2 separate regions of the Ovis canadensis genome follow, and region 1 is linked to region 2. The links are chromatin contacts, called in public Hi-C maps. All regions are on one chromosome and are shown on one strand. Each heading gives the region's core, a stretch centred on a gene start, on an enhancer-like site or on the middle of the called end of the contact. The rest is flanking DNA. Distances are from core to core; before and after follow the strand shown. Region 1 overlaps KCNQ1 (potassium voltage-gated channel subfamily Q member 1). Region 2 holds the start of CDKN1C (cyclin dependent kinase inhibitor 1C).

What was found. Hi-C and Micro-C count contacts between places; a contact is called where the count stands out from the background.
Region 1: a Hi-C map of fibroblasts shows a contact between it and region 2, with 5 times the contacts expected there. The contact joins the enhancer-like site here to the promoter of CDKN1C in region 2. A contact is called at or near these places in 2 of 2 Hi-C or Micro-C datasets (fibroblasts and lung).

The regions. Positions count from the first base shown.
Region 1 is chr21:65,213,586-65,217,098 of ARS-UI_OviCan_v2, forward strand. All of the region lies in intron 10 of KCNQ1 (potassium voltage-gated channel subfamily Q member 1), which reads right to left. Among named protein-coding and RNA genes, the nearest start is that of CDKN1C, 180 kb to the left of the region's middle. Within about 2 kb of position 1,281, the one cell type or tissue checked has open chromatin away from gene starts, as enhancers often do. A contact at or near this core is called in fibroblasts, where this site is marked.
Region 2 is chr21:65,033,439-65,037,008 of ARS-UI_OviCan_v2, forward strand. It overlaps CDKN1C (cyclin dependent kinase inhibitor 1C), which reads left to right and starts at 2,009. Exons shown (of 4, transcript XM_069565275.1): 1 at 2,009-2,305; 2 at 2,479-3,119. The coding sequence starts at 2,489.

The sequences.
Region 1 (3,513 bases), core at 31-2,530, 180 kb after region 2:
AAGATGGTGACAAGAGTATTAAACTCAAAGCATGGGACCCTCTGAGTACAGAGACCCTGGTGGTTGGTATCTGACCTCCCAGCAAGGGTGGACGACCCTCTGAATCAAGTGCTCCAACCTGGCTTTTGGCTGGGATGGAGATCAGGGGGCTAGGGAGATGGCCAATCTGGTCAGTTTCTGAAGGTCCAAGAGCAAGCTGTTAACACCTGAAAAGACGAAACCATTTTCTCTTTCCTCTCTAGCCTGAATCCTAAGATAAAACCAGATTCCGTCACTCGTGGAGAGATTCCTGGCTCTTTTCAGAGCAGTTGAGATGAACGGCCTTGTTGCAGGCCTTGGGTGTGGGGACAACTGCCCACTCAACCCTGAGTGGAAGGCCAGGGGTAACAACTTCGGAGAACACCCTTAGAGTTCCATGTCACCAGACTGTTTTTGCAATTGGAATGGGAGGTTCATATTGCCCCAGGCTTGCTGGTAACACCTCAGCCGAGCAAGAGCTCCATGAAGACAGGGTTTCTCACTGCAGTTTTGGCAGATGCCTGGCACCAGGGAGGTGCTCCACAGACATGAAGATGAAGGGATGGAGGGAAAGAAAGATGGAGGGAAAGAGTGGGTGGGTGGATGGATGAGCCAATGGGTAGGTGGTGGTGGTGGGTGGAAGGATGGTTGGGTAGGGGAGGCAACCAAGAGACAAAGCCAGGATCCCCCTTCAGGTTCTGGAGAACTAGGAAGAGGAGGAGGAAGTCGCATACAGAGTAGTCAGGGTCCAAGAAGAAGGCCAAACACGTGGGCCACCTCAGCCTTGCCAACTCCCACAGGGTAGCCTGGGCAAGTCATGGCATCTTCCTCATTGGGTCTCCTGAAGACGGAGGAACAGAGCTCCCAAGGAAGGTCCACCCCCGAGGGAGAGGGAGGTGCTCTCCCCGAGCAGCCACACGGGAGCTCGCGCACCCCGTTCACCTGCCTGCGCGGACCCTGGGGAGGGCTGCACAGAGGGCCAGACCCTTGTGGAAAGCCACTGACGTTCCTCAGGGTCACTCTGGGGTGCACGGCTACACATCAGGGGCAAGCTGGGCGCTGAGCGCGCCGCAGGCGGGGAACAGAATCCGATCGCAAGGGTGGACGCTCCGACCGCTGGGGTGGGGGTGGGGTGGGGGTGGGGTGAGGGTGGGGGTGGATCAGCAGAGGCGTCTGGGCGGACGGGGCAGGGTGTGGCACGTGGCGCTGGGCTCGCCCGGCCAATGCGAGCCCGGGTGGCATCAGCATCAGCCCTCTCAGCCAATGGCAGAGCGCGGCACATCGCTTTCCACACCGCGGCCAATCCGCGCAGCGGCACGTGGCACGCCCGCCCCCGCAGGCTATCCAATCAGCTGCGGGGTGGCTGCCACATCTACCCCAGTCGGGGGCCACCACAGCCACTCCGTAGACGGTCGCTGCTCCTGGCACGCGCAGGAGCTCGCGCAGCTCTCTCCTCCCGGCCGCGGGTCCCCTCAGTGCCGTGCTCTCTTCGCGGCCACCTTCTTCACGAGCTGGCTCTCCTCAGGCCGCGGTCCTTGGGCCGCGCTCTGTTCAGGCTGCGCTCGTCTCCTCAAGATGCTCCTCTGGCCGCGCACTCCACAGCCGCAGTCACCTCAGTGCCGTGCTCCTCACGCCGCTCTCCCCTCAGCGCACTTCGCAGGCTGCGCTCTCCTCACCGAGTCGCCGCTCCGGCCGCGCTCCTCATGGCTGCGCTCACCTCAGTGCCGCGGTCTCCTCACCGAGACGCCGCTCCGGCCGCGCTCCTCACGGCTGCGCTCACCTCAGTGCCGCGGTCTCCTCACCGAGACGCCGCTCCGGCCGCGCTCCGCACGGCTGCGCTCACCTCAGTGCCGCGGTCTCCTCACCGAGACGCCGCTCCTGCCGCGCTCCGCACGGCTGCGCTTACCTTAGTGCCGCCGTCTTCGTGGCCACGATCTCCTCACAGCCGTCTGGGCTCGCAGTGCTCTGGGCGCGGTCCGCCTGGCGGCGCGGGGACTGGCAGTCGCCGCCTAGCTGAGGTGAGCTCAGTGTCTCGTGGGTGGGTGGTAGGCGGCTGGGTCGCCACGGTCGCCTCGCTGTGCGCCTACGTGGGAGCAAGAAGCGCGTCGTGCTTCCGAGTCAGGGACGGCGGATCGAGGATGGGAGGGGAGGCAGGGTCCGAGTCCTGGGCTGGACCTGTGACTGGAGGCCGCCTCGCCGTTCTGCTTCGGGGACCCAGGTCCGAGTCCCGGTCTCGGTGCGGGTCGGGGCTCCGAGTCCGTGATCGGATCGGGGTCTGTCCGCGCGTTGAGATCGGAATTCTGAGTGGCGTAGCTGAGTCCGCGTCAGGGCTCTGTGTGCGGGGTCCGAGTCAGGGGTCCGCAGTCCGCCTCACGGTCTACGTCGGGGACCTGAGGGGCGAGGGCCTGGGAGAGAACCGGGTTGAGTCCAGAGTCCGAGGCTGGGGCGGGGGTCAGGGTTGAGTGTGTGGTGTCCGCCCTGTGGTTCTGAGTCCAGGGTCGGGGCTGATGATGGGCACCCTGGAGGCCGAGTCGGGATCCGATTTCCCTGGAAGCGCTCCAGGGCGGGCGTCCCAGTTGGGGATTCGAGCCCGAGGCAGGGATCTCTGTCCGGGTTGGGATTTGGGGTTGTGAGTCGGAGATCGGAGTTGCGGTTAAGTCCAGGCTGGGAATCCGAGCCAAGAGTTGAGGTCGAGGTTTCTAGGTGCAGTGGAAATTCTGAGTCAAAGGTCAGTCCCGATTTTGGGGTCAGGATCTCGGGTCCAGGTTGGTTTGGGGTGAGGTGGGAGGAGGGAATATAAATTGTGGCCACAGAAGTTGTGGCGTTGGAGGTTGATGACTCGGGTCAGGGGTTTCAGTGTGGGCAGTAGCTGGGACAGTCTCACTGCCACCCCTTACTGCTCCGCTGGTGCCTTTTCTGTAAAATAGAGGTTAAGTGCCTTTCCATAGGACTGTTCTGGGGATGAGAGAGAATCATTCATCCACTTTTGACCTAGATTGAGTACTAGCAAGAATGTTGCTAGTAATAGTAAAAACTGCATTTGAGGTGTGTTTCTCAGTCCCTTTCCTGGTTGACTCACCCCTGTCTGGGCAGAAAGCTCCCAGAAGGGACATTTCTGATCCATTCTCCACTGCCTAACCAGGAGCCTGATACACAACCTTGCTCAGGCAATACTCCTTGAAGGAAAGCAGGCAGGCAGGATTAACCAGATTTCTATGGTGTCTCAAATGATCCATTTCTGCACCTGTTTTCCAGATACTCACTAGGAGAAAAATTTAAGGATTGAGTTGCTTGATTACAGTTCTATTTTAATGTGTTTCCAAACATGTTGAAGGGAAAAGTGGGCCTGTTTCAGGATTTATGCTCCAGCTAGAGGGATCTTTTTAAACTGTGAATCAGAGCATGTCCAAATTTAAATAAGGAAAGCACAAGAAAATTATGAACTATTTCCCTTATGAACATAGATGCAGAACTCCCATGTACAGCATTAGCTAG
Region 2 (3,570 bases), core at 759-3,258:
CTCACACCAGGAGGCAGTCCCCGGGGGTCCAGAGCGGGGCTGGGAGGGTGGCGGCTTCTCAAAAGGAGACAGTCTGGAGACAACGCCTGGGCTGGGGGCTGGCCTTTCCCTGGCCTGTCTTCCTGGATGGCTGGAGCCGGGGCATCCTGACCCAGTGGGAAATCCTCGGGGCGAGGGCACATGGTTCCGCATTGTGTGTTCACTGCCTGCTGTGATCTGTGCATACGGCCTCTGGGGAGGATGGCGCGGCCGTGGCACTCGGGTGGGGCGAGGCCCAGGCTGGGAGACACGAGCCCCGCCCAAGGGATCCACAGGGCCAGGGCAGCCTTTGTCATCTTGTTTTTATTTTCCCGAAGGTAAAAACGTGTAGTGTCTGTACTTGCTGTGGGAAATTTGGACTAGAGTGTACAAAAAAGAATAAAGAAATTGACACAAAGCATCACCTTTGGTCTTGCTCTCCAGAGCCAAGAGTGGTAACCTGCCCTGTCCCTCAGCTGGGTTGATGCCCCTCCCTTCAAACCTTGCCTCCCCTGAGCCACCTCCGGGGCGTCTGCAGTGTAATTCCCCGAGTGTCCCGGAACCCACAGGGGAGGCAGACAGGTGGGGTTGGGCCAGCCTCCTCTCACCTCCTTCACTGGGCCCTGGGCTCCCCCGGGTTCTGCTGGGCCCTGCAGCAGGCACCTGGCAGGTCACATCCCTGCCTGGGCTGCAGGAGGCACTTCCTAGGCTCTCAGCCCCAAGACGGGCTGGGCCAAGGCGAAGCAGATGAGTGCGATGGTCTCCTGTGACCCGGCTCAGAGAGCACCAAGGAGTGGGAGGCGGGCGGTCATGACCCTGCCTGGCAGAGCCTTCCCTTTCTGGGCTGGCCTCTCGGCCTGCCACTGTGGTTCGGCACACTAGCATTCTTAGGGGTGTACTTTTCAACTAACAGTGTTTATGGGTGCAAATGAAGGGGTGCCAGCCTTCCAGGATGGAGGAAGAGAGGTGCAGCTCTGGAGCAGAGCTGACTGCCCGCCGGTAATTTGGGGTTTCCCTTGGTGACAGAGATAGGGTTGGCCCAGAGGGTCAGCATTCAGCACAGGCAGTCAGGGGCCCCGGCTGGGCAGGGCCAGACCACCCCAGTGGAGAAGCCTCCAGTGCCCTGCCCACTGTCGAGCACTACAGCCTCTAGCCAACCAGCCTGGGCAGTCTGGACCCCCCGCCCCTGGCCAAGCCCTATGCAGCTGAGCACCCAGTTAGTGACGTGGTGATGGGCACAGCCAGTTTCCCATCCACGGAGCAGGGTGGGTGGCCTCAAGAGCTAGGGTCTTCAGACTCTGGCCCCAGACGACTACAGCTGGCCCTCAAGGTGTCCGCCACTTTGCCCTCGGAGAAAACAGGGGAGCAGAGCTTTCCCCCGCCGGGTCCCCCAGTGCCCTCTTCCTGTTAGCGCGAAGGCCTCCGGTCTACGGGTGTTAGCGCTCTAGGTGCGCGGAACCCCTGCAGGGACACAAGCTTTGGGCGTGGCTGGCCGCGCGGGGGCAGCCGAAGACCCCCTCTAGCTCCAGTCAGAGACGAGCCGTCCGCGGCGGCTTAAAGGCCCGTCAACTGGCACCGGAGGCCCAAGGCCGAGCGCAGGCGGCCGGGCTGGAAGACCCCCGGGGGGCCAGTTGGGCCAGGCTGCACGCCGGTCCTGCCGGGGGTCGTCGCCCGCCAAGCCCGAGAGGGCGCGCAGGCTGGGGTGGGGTGGGGGGTCCCGCGCCACCATCGCCTAGCAGCCCCCGCCTCGCAGACAAAGGAGCCGGCGGGGGGCGGGAGCGGGGGGTGGGGGCCGGGGGGATGGGGCGAGGGGGCGGGGCGCCGCGGTGTCACGTTACCGCCCGCAGCGCCCTTTAACTCCGGCCCCGCCCCGCGCCCCGCCCCCACCCCCGCCGCCGCGCGCGCCCCGCGGCCTGCCAATCGGCCCTCGCGCCCCGCCCCGCCCTCGGGTGGGTGTGTGCGCGGGGCCAATGGGCGGCGGGCGGGGGCCGGGCCGCCGGAGGGGCGGGGGTAGCGCGGCGCCGGCCAATCGCCGCGGTGTTGTTGAAACTGAAAATACTACATTATGCTAATTGCATCAGGGCCCGCGCGCGGGGGGGGTGGGACCCTCGCGTATAAAGGGGCGCGCGAGGACTGGGCGTTCCACAGGCCAAGTGCTCTGCGCTCGGTGGGTGCCAGCCAGGCCAGAGCCAGCCGAGCGAGCGAGGACAGGCACAGAGGGGGCGCGGCCAGCGGCCGGACGACACCGCGAGCGAGCCTCAGGAGCAGTCAGCGGCCCGACAGCCAGGTAGCCGCCGCGGGACACTCCCGCCGCGTCCCTGTGCAAACGCAGACTCCCGCTGCGCGGGGTCTCACTTGCGCGCGGCCCCCGCCCTATTTCCCTCCCCTCCTCCTTTTCCTCTCCTCTCCTGCCTCCCGGCCCCCGCAGACCCCGGACACGTCCGACGTGTGTCTCCGCAGAGCATTGGCAATGGAGCGCCTGGTCGCCCGCCGCACCTTTCCCATGATCGCGCGCACCAGCGCCTGCCGCAGCCTCTTCGGGCCCGTGGACCACGAGGAGCTGGGCCGTGAGCTGCAGATGCGCCTGGCCGAGCTGAGCGCCGAGGACCAGCGTCGCTGGGACTACAACTTCCAGCTGGACATGCCACTGCGGGGCCCCGGGCGCCTGCAGTGGACCGAGGTGGACAGCGACTCCGTGCCCGCCTTCTATCGCGAGACGGTGCAGGTGGGGCGCTGTCGCCTGCTCCTGGCGCCTCGTCCCCGCCCGGACGGCGCGGTCAATAGCCCGCCTCCCGGGCCGCCGGCCGATGAGTCCCTCGACGGCCTCGAGGAGGCGCCGGCGTCGCCGTCCAGCGGCCCGGCCGTAGCGCCTGCCCAGGCCGCGGCCCCGGCGCCTCAGGAGGGCGCTGAGCAGGAGGCGGTCCCGCCGCCGCGCGGCCAGGAGCCCCAGGCCGAGCCGCCGCACTCAGGGATTTCGGGGCGCCCCGCGCCGGGCACTGCCGCCGCTGCCACCAACACCGCCGCCAGCGGCGCCGCTGTTGCCACCACTGCCGCCGCCGGAGGCGCCGCGATCAAGAAGCTGTCCGGGCCTCTCATCTCCGGTGAGTCCTGCGCGGCCCCGCCCCGGCCCGGCTCGGCCCTGCTTTGTCCGGCCGGCCGGGTTCCCCGGCCCTCGGGGGCCTCGCTTGGTCCCCGCCTCCTCCGTGGCGTTAAAGGGCCCGCAGCGCGCGCGGCGAGGCTGCCCCTGCACCCCGTCCCCACCCTGTGGTCGTGCTCTCGAGAGGTTCGCACGGGAGGGTTGGGAGGGCGCGCCCTGGTCCCCTCCGAGCACGATCCTCGCCGAGGCCGCCGAAGCCCCTCCTCGGGCGCGGCCCGGCGCCCCGATCGCGGCGCGGAGGGGGTTAAGCGCGGCGGTAGCCCCGGGGGGCTTGGCCGCGGGACAAGGGGAAATGCTTACACAGCGCATTGCGCGGCGACGTAAACAAAGCTGACCCGCCGCGGACCTCGGCGCGGGCGGGGACGGCGCCCCCACCGCGGCCCAGCAGCCGCCCG